Regions from separate parts of the Gossypium hirsutum genome. Here region 1 is linked to region 2. The links are chromatin contacts, called in public Hi-C maps. All regions are on one chromosome and are shown on one strand. The core of a region is the stretch at or near the end of the contact, and the rest is flanking DNA. Distances in the headings are between cores, read along the strand shown. Region 1 has its middle 30 kb from the start of LOC107939071. Region 2 holds the start of LOC107939077 (probable prolyl 4-hydroxylase 7).

Evidence for each region. A called contact is a pair of places that touch in the nucleus more often than the background predicts.
Region 1: a Hi-C map of leaf shows a contact between it and region 2, with 2.5 times the contacts expected there. The contact joins the enhancer-like site here to the promoter of LOC107939077 in region 2. A contact is called at or near these places in 5 of 34 Hi-C or Micro-C datasets (callus, leaf and petal).

Annotation. Positions count from the first base shown.
Region 1 is chrD04:9,087,789-9,093,312 of Gossypium_hirsutum_v2.1, reverse strand. No RefSeq gene overlaps it. Among protein-coding and RNA genes, the nearest start is that of LOC107939071, 30 kb to the left of the region's middle. Within about 2 kb of position 4,187, at least 4 of the 9 cell types and tissues checked have an H3K27ac peak or open chromatin away from gene starts, as enhancers often do. A contact at or near this core is called in leaf, where this site is marked.
Region 2 is chrD04:8,973,182-8,978,473 of Gossypium_hirsutum_v2.1, reverse strand. LOC107939077 (probable prolyl 4-hydroxylase 7) reads right to left here and starts at 2,451. Exons shown (of 7, transcript XM_016872361.2): 1 at 2,154-2,451; 2 at 1,999-2,056; 3 at 1,805-1,909; 4 at 882-939; 5 at 627-802; 6 at 441-501; 7 at 1-200. The coding sequence starts at 2,311.

The sequences.
Region 1 (5,524 bases), core at 2,938-5,437, 110 kb before region 2:
GAGTCTAGTTCAATATATTGTTAATCCAGAAAATTATATCTATGTCTCTATCTTGGGCGTCAACCTTACTTCAATACGCAACACAAATTGCTTTTTTAATAAAATTTTTAAATAACGTAATAGTCATACCATGAATATTTTTAAATTACCTATTATCTTATTAAGTTATCTTTTTCATTATAAAACAATCTCTGTGATGTTACATATAATTAGTTAAAACTTTTGGTAATTAATGAGTGGATATTTTCTTTAAAGAATTGTTTTTCATGAAAAAGCTAATGATGAGGTCATATACATTTAGAATCAAAGTTGGAACCAAAAACTGTGAACTAGTTGAACTGGTAAAAAGTTGGTTAAACCATTTTTTTTATCTTATGTTTTTAGTCCAAATCAATGGCTGGAACTGAGAAAAAAGCCTAATTCACCTAAACAACCCAAATACTTAAAATGATTAAAAAATAAAAAACTAACCTAAATTGGTGTGTATAATTTATATATATATATATATATGCCATTATTGTTACTTTTTTGTATTTATAATTCTTTTCTTATTTTTTTTATTTTCCCTTACTTTCTCTTATTTTTTAGGTTTTTTATTTTTATATTAATTAAACTGTCGGTTAAATTAATTAAATTGATTGAACCAAAAATTAATAATTTGACCAATTCAACCACCAGTACAATTCTAATAATTCTAAACATATTAGACACCAACTTGTGTTGGTTACATTTTCTTATCTATGTGGTGGTTGATTCGGGCTTCGTTTGGAAACGGCTATAGCGCGCAATTGGTGCAATTGCACTGGTGCTTTCTGTTTGGAGTTTCTTTCATTTTTAGCTTTTCTTCAATGGTTGTCTTTTTTTGCTTTCATTTTATTTTGGGTATATTATATAAATGGTCACCCAATTATGTTTGTGTTCCTGTTTTGATTATTCAATTTTAAAAACATTTCAATTTAAACATTAATGTTTATATTTTTTCTGCTTTGATCATATATCGTTAAATTGATAACGGAAATAATGAGGTGACCTTTTTTTAACTGGTATAATTATACATTTAGTCCTCAATACTTACATATTATATAAATTTGATCTTAATAATAAATAATTCAATAAATTTAACCTTTCAAATTTACAAATTTTATCAATTTGATCCTTAAACATCCTAACCAAAACTTCCTACTTTTAAAACAAAGTTCTCTTACAGTTCGCAAACAGAAGAAAACATATTTTTTAAAATAATTTTAAAGGAAAATACTATTGTTACCCAAACTCGAGATAATTGCTATATATGAATATGTTTAGATGAATATATTCGTGTTTTTCATATATTTAAAATATCATACTTTATATCCATGTTGATTTATTACTAATGCAAACATGAATAATTAAAATAAAATGAAATTCGGAACAACATGCATGCGAACCAGGTCAAGAACATAATTAAATAAAAAAGAAATTCATGGATCAATTATCTTAAAAATAAGTGTTACTGTTATTATTTTATTCCCACGAAAAGTTGAAGAAACGGTAGTAAGAGAATTAATAAAACATGAATTAATTGTTATTTGCTATTAAAAAATAAAATTTAGATTGCTTAGGTTGTGCCATGTGAAACAAGGCCACGTCATTTTTTTTATTAAATAAAATTTGTAAATGTAAAGTGTTAAATTTATTAAATTATTCAGAATTAAGATCAATTTGATAGAATATATAAGTATTGAAGATTAAATGTATTATTATACCAGTTAGAAAAAAAAGCAACGCTATTATTTTCATTATTAATTTAACGGTGAGTGACCAAAATATGAATGAATACAATCGTAATTGCTTAAATTGAAAATTTTTAAAATTGAGTGACCAAAATAGGAACTCGAGCATAGTTAGGTTACAATTTGTATAGTTTCCTCTTTTATTTTAAAGCTTATAGTTTTATTTATTATTTATCAAATTTTATTTAAGACTTTAAAATAATTTTGATCATTTTTATTTTAAATAAATCATTATATTTATTTAATACATTTTATTTTAATAATATTTAATTTTATATAGTTTAATAAATATAAGAAAAATAAAACAAAAAATTTAATTAATAAATAAATACAAATTTAGTATATTTATATTGACTATGAAATTTAATACTTAAGCGTTCATTTTACATATATAATTTAATTTAGTGTCCTTAATGGTCATTTTGTAGTTTCATCTCACCGCTATAACTGCGCTCGAATCCAATCATATATTCTACTACTAATTTTAATCTCACTGCTATAGTGATTAATCTTATAACCACTACTATTTATAATTTTATTGGACCAAGCCAGTGCCCCATCTTAAGGAAACCTAGGGTTTTCCTGCTCAAATTTCTTGGATAACTTGGAGCATTTTGCTGCAACATTTCCATTGTTGTTGGAATAGTGACTGGTTTTGATAACTATGATAATATTAGGGGCAAGGGTGTATGTAATTCTTTTAGGGATATTGGTGATAACCAAAATAATAATGGTCACTGTACCAGAATAACCAGCATAATAATCAAATTGACCATATCAAAGCCTGACCTAGTAGTATCCTTGGCCTACTGGTTAATGTTGGTTGCATGCGTTAAATAATAAATGGAATAGAAGCAACAACTAGGTCGTGTGGTTCATGGAAATCTTATGTGATTCCTTGGTTATACATGTTAGGGATATTGTCGTTGGGGGGAGGCATAGTTTATTGTTCAAGTTCTAACAAACAACAAACAATGCTAATTACTGATACATAGTGTGTCAAAATTTATTAGTAGTAGATCTGGAGAGTTTAAGAAGATGAGAGGATCTGAGAATAATTGTGTAAAGTATTGGTATTTAAAATTTTCTTGTTGATTGAATGGAGTGAGCTTATATAAATAAAAAGCTTGATATAAGTTCTCTTGGAAAGATGTCCTACTGGTAGAGTTGGTGGTAAGATTATGAAGAGCTTTAGTAGAATGTCACATGTCTACAGGGTTATGGAAAATTTTATTACATGTGTGCTAGAATGTGACAATAGAATTTTCAAATAATTTTTTATGTGATTTATTGATGATCTATGCGATCGGCAGGTAAGAAATAAAAGTAAATCTTTAACTAGACAAAATTTTTTTGATCAAAGTGATTGATTTGACGAGATAATAACTATGCATAAAAATATTTTTTTGGCCTTAGTTATTTACATATCGAATATGTTAGTATGCCTTAAAAGCAATCGGGTTAGACAAAATTAAGAACATTTTCTTTTGTCTTTAATATCAAATAAACAAATAGTTGTTAGGTGCTAACCGAAACATCAAAGATTGATAATGTAGCCCTTTCGGAAAACGTAGCATCACAATTATTGAATGAAAATAATCAGTAGATTGCTTAGCTTTGCTCTCTTTTTTCTAGCACGTGTGATGCTCGTCTTGTAAATTCGATCGCCATTGAATTAGTAATTATTAGCAATTTTAGCGAGGAATCCCATCAGGCAGATGCATACTAAAGCAGAAAGCAATCGCCACTTTGATGAAATTCACCTCAATGTGCTTTTGAAAGTGGATGTAACTATCAGGGGCCGAGAATGGAGGGCAAGTTGCCATGGAGGAAAAAGCAAACACTTTTCCCTCCTTGGAGCTTGAATTGATGGATGAAATCATGAAATTTGTTTAAGGAGTGTTTAAGGGTATTCGAGAAGTCATTGGGTGCGTCATTTTTTTTAATCGTGATAAGGTCAGATTGTCTACTTATAGGCAGAAAAGTGAAAAAGTTAAAAGTCCTATTTATAAGTTGTAGCTTCTTTTTGTTATTTTAACAAACAGTTGGTGGGTGGTGGAAGTGATTATGGTGGGTGAATAAAGAGAGTGGTTGTAATTGATATCTTGAAAGCTCTACAATTTCATTTATTTATGAAACATTAATGTAAAAAGAAACTCTGGGTCTTTCTCCAAATCGGAAACGATTGTGGCAAAAGCTAAGATAGAGGTGTTGTTTTGGATTTGGCAAATGGCGATATAAAAGCTATGGTGGAGCTTCTAGATGTGGTTTTCTCAATGGCAAAGTCTAGTCTTGTCCCTTTCTTTGGATTACAACAAAGGGACCCCCCCACCCCACCCCCCCCCCCCAACACCACAAGCACTTTAACCGAATTACATTGAACCAAACATCATCCACTCTTCAAACACAGATGGGAGGAAGATCATATCATATCAGATCAGATCAGCAATGTTTTACTTGGAGTGCTAAAAACAGGTCCACAACAGTCATCTGCTGCCATTTCTCTTTGCTTCCTATTTAATATGACACTGATTTTCAAGATTCATTAATGTTCAACACTTTGCCATTTGTTGTCTTGCATCATCATCAAAAAAGGGGTGGGCTTACTTCATGTTAGTGGCCTAATTGAGTCAAGTTTATCTCAAACAAAATGAAATTTGAGCGAATTTTATTTTTAAAATTTGAATTCCATATAACAATTGAACTGCAGAAATTTGTATGATTAAGTTTGCTCAATTTTGTTTACTCAAAAACATTAATTCTCATGTTAGATTTTAAACTCTAGGATTTTTCAATATTAATTAAAAGTTTTAAAAAATATATATAAATTAAAGTCGTAATCTTTTCATGTTGAGTATTAAAATATTTAAATTCAGCTCGCTTGATAGTTTAAATTATTTAAGTTCGACTCAAAAATAATCTAACTGAATTTAAATTATTTTTAAAGAGTGAATTTGAATAACTTACTAACACTAATATTTTATATATTCCACATATTACTATAACTATTATTAAGAGAAGTTTTCACCAAATTTAAAACTCAAAATTCAAGATAAAAACTAAATTATTTGAGCCAACTTGATTACCTAATAAAAAGTAAGCTCCATTATCAAGCTTGTTAAGTTTGAATTGAGACTTTTCAATATTAATAAAAAAAGTGTTAGACTCCTAAATCTCTTCATTAAAATATTTGTATTCAATTTATTCCATAGTTGGAATTGATTGAGTTAGATTTAATAATAATTAAATAACTTGTAAGTAAAGATATCTGATTCATACTTAACTCATATAATCATTGTTAAAAATGAATTTCAACATTAACAACTTTTCCCTCATTTTCAAATTAAATTTTAATATTTAATTACACGAATTATTTTATTGGTTTAAATATGTCAAAGATTCATATGCTCTTTTGAAATTTGAAATTTAGTCTCTATACTTTATATTTGAGATGTTGAGTTTCTATACTTTTTTATTTAAAAATCTTGGCCCCTCCGTCTAATTTTGCCATTTAAGTTAATGATGCCAAAAGTAAAATAACATTTTTAGCCATCAACATTTATAGTTTTTTTCAATTTGATCCATGCCCTTAAAAAGTATAATAAAAAAAATAAGTTTTAAGGATTTTTTTCATATTTTAAATAAAAGCATAAAAAAATTTAAAAATATAATTAAAAATTCTTTAAAATTCAAAAATAAAAATATAAAAAAATAAAAAAAATTCTATGTTATTTAAACCAGACTAGACCGAC
Region 2 (5,292 bases), core at 1,202-3,701:
ATTCTCATCAACGCACTCCCCCATTGCGGCACGCCTGTTTAAACGCTTGCTCCTATCGAAGGACCTCACATGGATCCACTTTGTTGCTGACCATTTCTCACCCTTAATCACAGGGCAGCTTCCATGCAAACTGGCTGTATCAGTTGTCGCATCAGGATGTAGGCTGAAGAACAGTAATGCATCACCTTTTCGGGGTTTCACTGCGCATGTATAGGCAGTAAAGTTGAGCCAAATATCAACAACCATATGGTCGGATTCTAGTGCAACAACTAAATAAGAACATGATAAGGCAGCCGTAATTAAATGATTCGTGTTAATTCAGATACTTGTTCACCATTTAACTGTGATTTTATTATTTAGAATCAAGAGAAAGTTAGACTAACAGATTCATGCGACCTAAAATATTAAGCAACTAAATATCTCCAAGGTAATCTTAATACCTGCATATCCATTTTTGGCACAGGCCGACCAATTTTCATCCTGCACCTGAGAAAGTCGTCCCTGCAGAAAAAAAGTGAAGAGCAATGAACTAAATAAAATGGAAAAGTAACAATGGGCTAAATCAAACAAAAGAAAAAGATAATAAAAGACAGGCAGAAAACCGGATTCCACAATCAAATGCTTACCTCTGCATTTGGAAACACAGTTTCCCCTCCACTCTCAACATCAGACAAATACATCAGTACAGTAGCAATACGGTGACCACCGAGCTGTTGATTAGCTTTGTCATGAAAATAATCGAAATGTGGCTCATACTTCTGACCATGTTCATAGTGTAGTATTTGAATGGACTCCCCATTCTCTGTTTGCAATGCCAATGAGAAAAAAGCCCATTCACAAGGGCTAAGATATCATAACAAAAAACAAATGCAAAAACCTACCAACTGGAAGGAAGGTCCATGCTGCAATCCTAGCTTCAATATCAGCGACTACTTCATCCTGCAAATGAAAAACAGAAGACACAGCATAAGCTTTTTAACTTCAAGGGGTCAACACATGCAATGCATTTCAAAACATAAGCATAGAATAAACAATCTCTAAACTTAATCAAACACATAACAAATGCTTGCATGAATGCACCGAGAGGTCCGAGACAGTAATTTTATGGCATCGATTTGACAAGACAGAAAATAGTGAGCGCCAATATGGAATAAGCTTTTCAACTGTTCATCAACAAGGAAATAGATACCTTGGCAAAGAACTGGCCACGCCAGAAAGTCTGAGTAAATCATGAGGGGAAAAGCAGAATCATACAGTGCATCATCGGTAATAAACTATCACCGAAAAGTTGGTTAATACAGAAAAAAGCAGAATATAATTTCTTACAGAGCATCAACAAAGAACTCCCAGCAATTCTGGCAGTAAGTGGTTCAAAACTTATAATTGTTTGGAAAACTTTGAAGTAAATGATCAAAATTATCAATATCAAATGCAAGTTCGAGAAAACAAAAGCATGCATTTCACAGTATACGTCAGCCAGATACTCCTTAGATCAAGATTCTATAAAGCCAGAAACTCTATCATTTCTTCAGAAACTACAGATTCCATTGCATGAAATTACATACCTTCAATTTAGCAAAAAGAAAAATCAAATGCAAGTGAAAGATCGGTTCTCACTCCTAAATCTATAATTTTAATCATAAATTCAACATTTGATGACGGACATTGCAAATAAAATAACAGCATTCCTCTCTTACACGGACGCACGCACGCACACACACACACACACACACACATATATATAACCCAATTAGATCACAGATTTAAGTTGAAAAAGAAAGAAAAAGACAATTTATATATACACCTGAGCTTTCTGAAGAAACATGCCAGAGCTGGTTCGAACTTCACTTTCGACGCTTTTACCTGATTCATTATCCGCCACCATTGATTTCTCTAACTTATCCTTGGCCTGAAATTAACACGATTTTGTTTAAAAATCAAATAATAAAAATAAAAATTTTCAAAAAAAGAAAAAAGAAAAGAAAAATTGTCGCTTACCAGAGTAATAAGGTGATCACATTCATCACTCGATAAAAATCCTTTGTAAATGAAAGCCCTGCAAATAGCAAAAAAGAAAAATAAAAAATTTCACAATTTTGAATAAATTAAACTGGAAAAAATGAAAGTAAATAAAAAGGAGAAAATAAATTTGCCTAGGGTGCCATGAGAGTTGAGTAACATGAGTCGGATCAAACGGAACCGAAGAAGTTCCTGTTTTCATTTTAAGAACCGATCCATTAATATCAGCCGAAACCAAACAAGACTGAAGGAAAATTAGAAGAAAGAATCCGAGAAAATGCTGAGAATCCATAAGAAAATGAAAACAAATATAATCGGCAATCCGTACTAGAATCGCAGAGATGAGACTTCGACTTTGAAGAGATTAGCTTTGTTTTTATTATTAGTTTTTAATATTTCATTTATTTTCTATTTAAGTGGGTATTTAATGGGCGCCCATGGGTTTTGTCGTGGAAGGCTTTTTTGATTGTTTTACTGGAAACGTTAAACGCGGAAAAAAAAGTGAATGTTTCTGGAAGCTTCTTCCTTTTATGACAAAAGAAATTAAACCAAAACGGTGCGTTTTACTTCTTTCCATTTTATAATTTTTCAAAGATTACGAGTCGAGTTTTAAACAGTATTTCTTAAAAAAAATTTATTTAGACAAAAATATATGGTTAACATGCATCTCTCAACGCAAGATTAGCATTCGTTTAATAGAATGATAGACAACATCATAACTATTCTCATCACCAGTATTGTTGAGCATGTTTGCCAACGAAAGGTTATCCATCTCTAGCAAAAGATATAGCATTTTTTTTTGCCAAAAATAAGGGTGATGTCGCACCATGAACTCTGAACATTGCAACGTCGTCATCTCAGAGAATGATGTCGTGACAAGCAACCACATATCATGACGCTGCCTAAGATTTTGACCACTTTACAATTTGATCTTAATTCATGCTCTTGTTAGCAAAAGAGCTTTCGTAAGCTCGCGTAAGACTTGAAATTTATTGTTTAGCGTAGAATATATGTGAATTACATTAATTAGCATGTGTGGATGGTTGCATGGTAAATGTGTGATTATAGTTGCTCCGACAATGATTGTAGCATCTCGTAACTTGGGCTTGATAGATGACATAATAATCTTTCAATCAATTTGCTCAATTTTGATTGGACTATAGACTACTTAGATTATCTACTAATATATGTAATAGCTTGTTTTGTAGTGGTACCGAAAACAATGATTTCGGAATCCTGTCTTCTGATGATTGAGTCAGTAAATATTATTAATTCATATTTACGAGTCTATTATAGTATTATATTGATTTTTGGCATAGTAATTTTATTGAATGGTTAGTAATTAAGGTACAATGATTAAATCATAAAAACTGTAAAAGTTAAGCGCTATTGATTTTATTTGTTAAAAGGGCTCAATAGTATAACATCAAGGCTTTAAATGGAAAATTAGTCATTTTAGAAAGGAATGGATGGTTAGCGAGCATTTTATAGTTAATTGTTGTTAAAATAATGTTAAATAATTATTATAATTTTAAAAACATAAAAGAAATTATCATCTTCCATTTTTTTTTCCTTTCCCACCTTTTGAAAACAATAGTAGGATGAAGAGAAGCCATTGTTGAATGCTCCAACATTCAGCCCTTCCATGTAAGTCAAACCGAGCCCCTTTTTCATAAATTTTATATTTTCTAGATCGTGGTAGCTCGATATAGCTAACTAGGGTACTATTTCGCAAAACTGTTAAAGTGTAGAAATGAAAAAGGGAATAGTTTGTAAAGTTTAAATGTTAATTTTTGAACACAGGGACTAAATTGAATAAGTTGTAAAACTATCATGAGATGTTGATAATTTTAGATAGTAGAGAGTTATATAAGGATGTATTTGAAATCGGATTGTAAAACGATGCTCAAATGTGAAAGTTACGGTTGTTTTGGTTTTAATGACTAAATTGAATAAAATGCGGAACTTTAGGGAACTATTAAAAATTGAAAATTAAAATGTCATAAGCATGAAATGGGATGTTAATAGGTATTTGAACTAATAAATTGAAATAAATTACCGTATAGATCAAGATTTGAATCAACCGGAAGCTAATCGAAGAAAATGGATAATTGCAGATTAGTCCTCAACACATCATTTACTACAGTTTTTTCTAGGTAAGTTCATATAGTATAGTTATATATATAAATGTAATGTGTGTTTTGAATTAAAAATTTTTATTGTGTGAATGTACTTTGAATTGTATACAAATTGGTACAAAAAGGTTAGAAAATGATTGAATTGTAAAGAATTGATCCGATGTATTAAATGTGCTCGGATGAATGTAAGAAAGGATATGATACAATTGGCATGACAATAATGTTATTTGCACGTTGTACGAGATTTGTAAATGAATGATACTAAGTATACTAACATACGGAGAATTAATTGTTTATACCGAAATCTAGTTTTGTTGCGGATTACTGAGTTATATGTCTCTATAGAGACTCTGGTGTTATGGAGGGATGTATTGTATTACGACATATGTTGCCTAAAGGCTTTGCACTTCAGTGCCCTAGTATAGTGTAGTTAGTGTTCTGACGAGCTATCTGGTGTAGTGTAGTTACCCATGTATCCATATCTGTTTATTATAGTTAATTGGGCTAATCAGTTAATAAGAAATAATTGAAAGATGGTGTGTGTTATAATTGTTCCTTAGTATATATTAATAAAACAATTATGGTTTGGGCTTATTTTTTATTTATAATTATTAATATTTATAATTGTTTGTTTAATATTAATGAACATTCAATATTGTTCTCAACATTTAACTTAAACGAATGAATATGATCACGTATAATTTTAAATAAACAAATACAAACAAAATATTTAAAATTCTCAACGAACACAGAATAAATAAGCATAAATTTAAAAATAAACAAACATAACAAAAATCCAATCATTAAGCTTAGTTTATTTACAGCACAAACAGAGTTAGATTGATGGTGATAGAAATACTCGTTTCTTCCATCCAAGTACTATCATTCGAAGACGAAGTAATCACATTAACTCGGGTATTTGAATTGCGGATAAAAAAGGTGACAGTAGATTTCTTTCGCAATCTGTCCAAGAAGGACCAAAATATTGCTGGTGGCTTTGGTACTCTGTTTCTGTCACTAAGTGACGTGGACCGTAATAGCTTGTGCTTCTCAGTTACTTTTGAAGAAGTTCGGGGGGCAGTTTTTGTATGGCGCGGCTCAAGGCTCTTGCTGGTTTCCATGCTTAAAATATTTT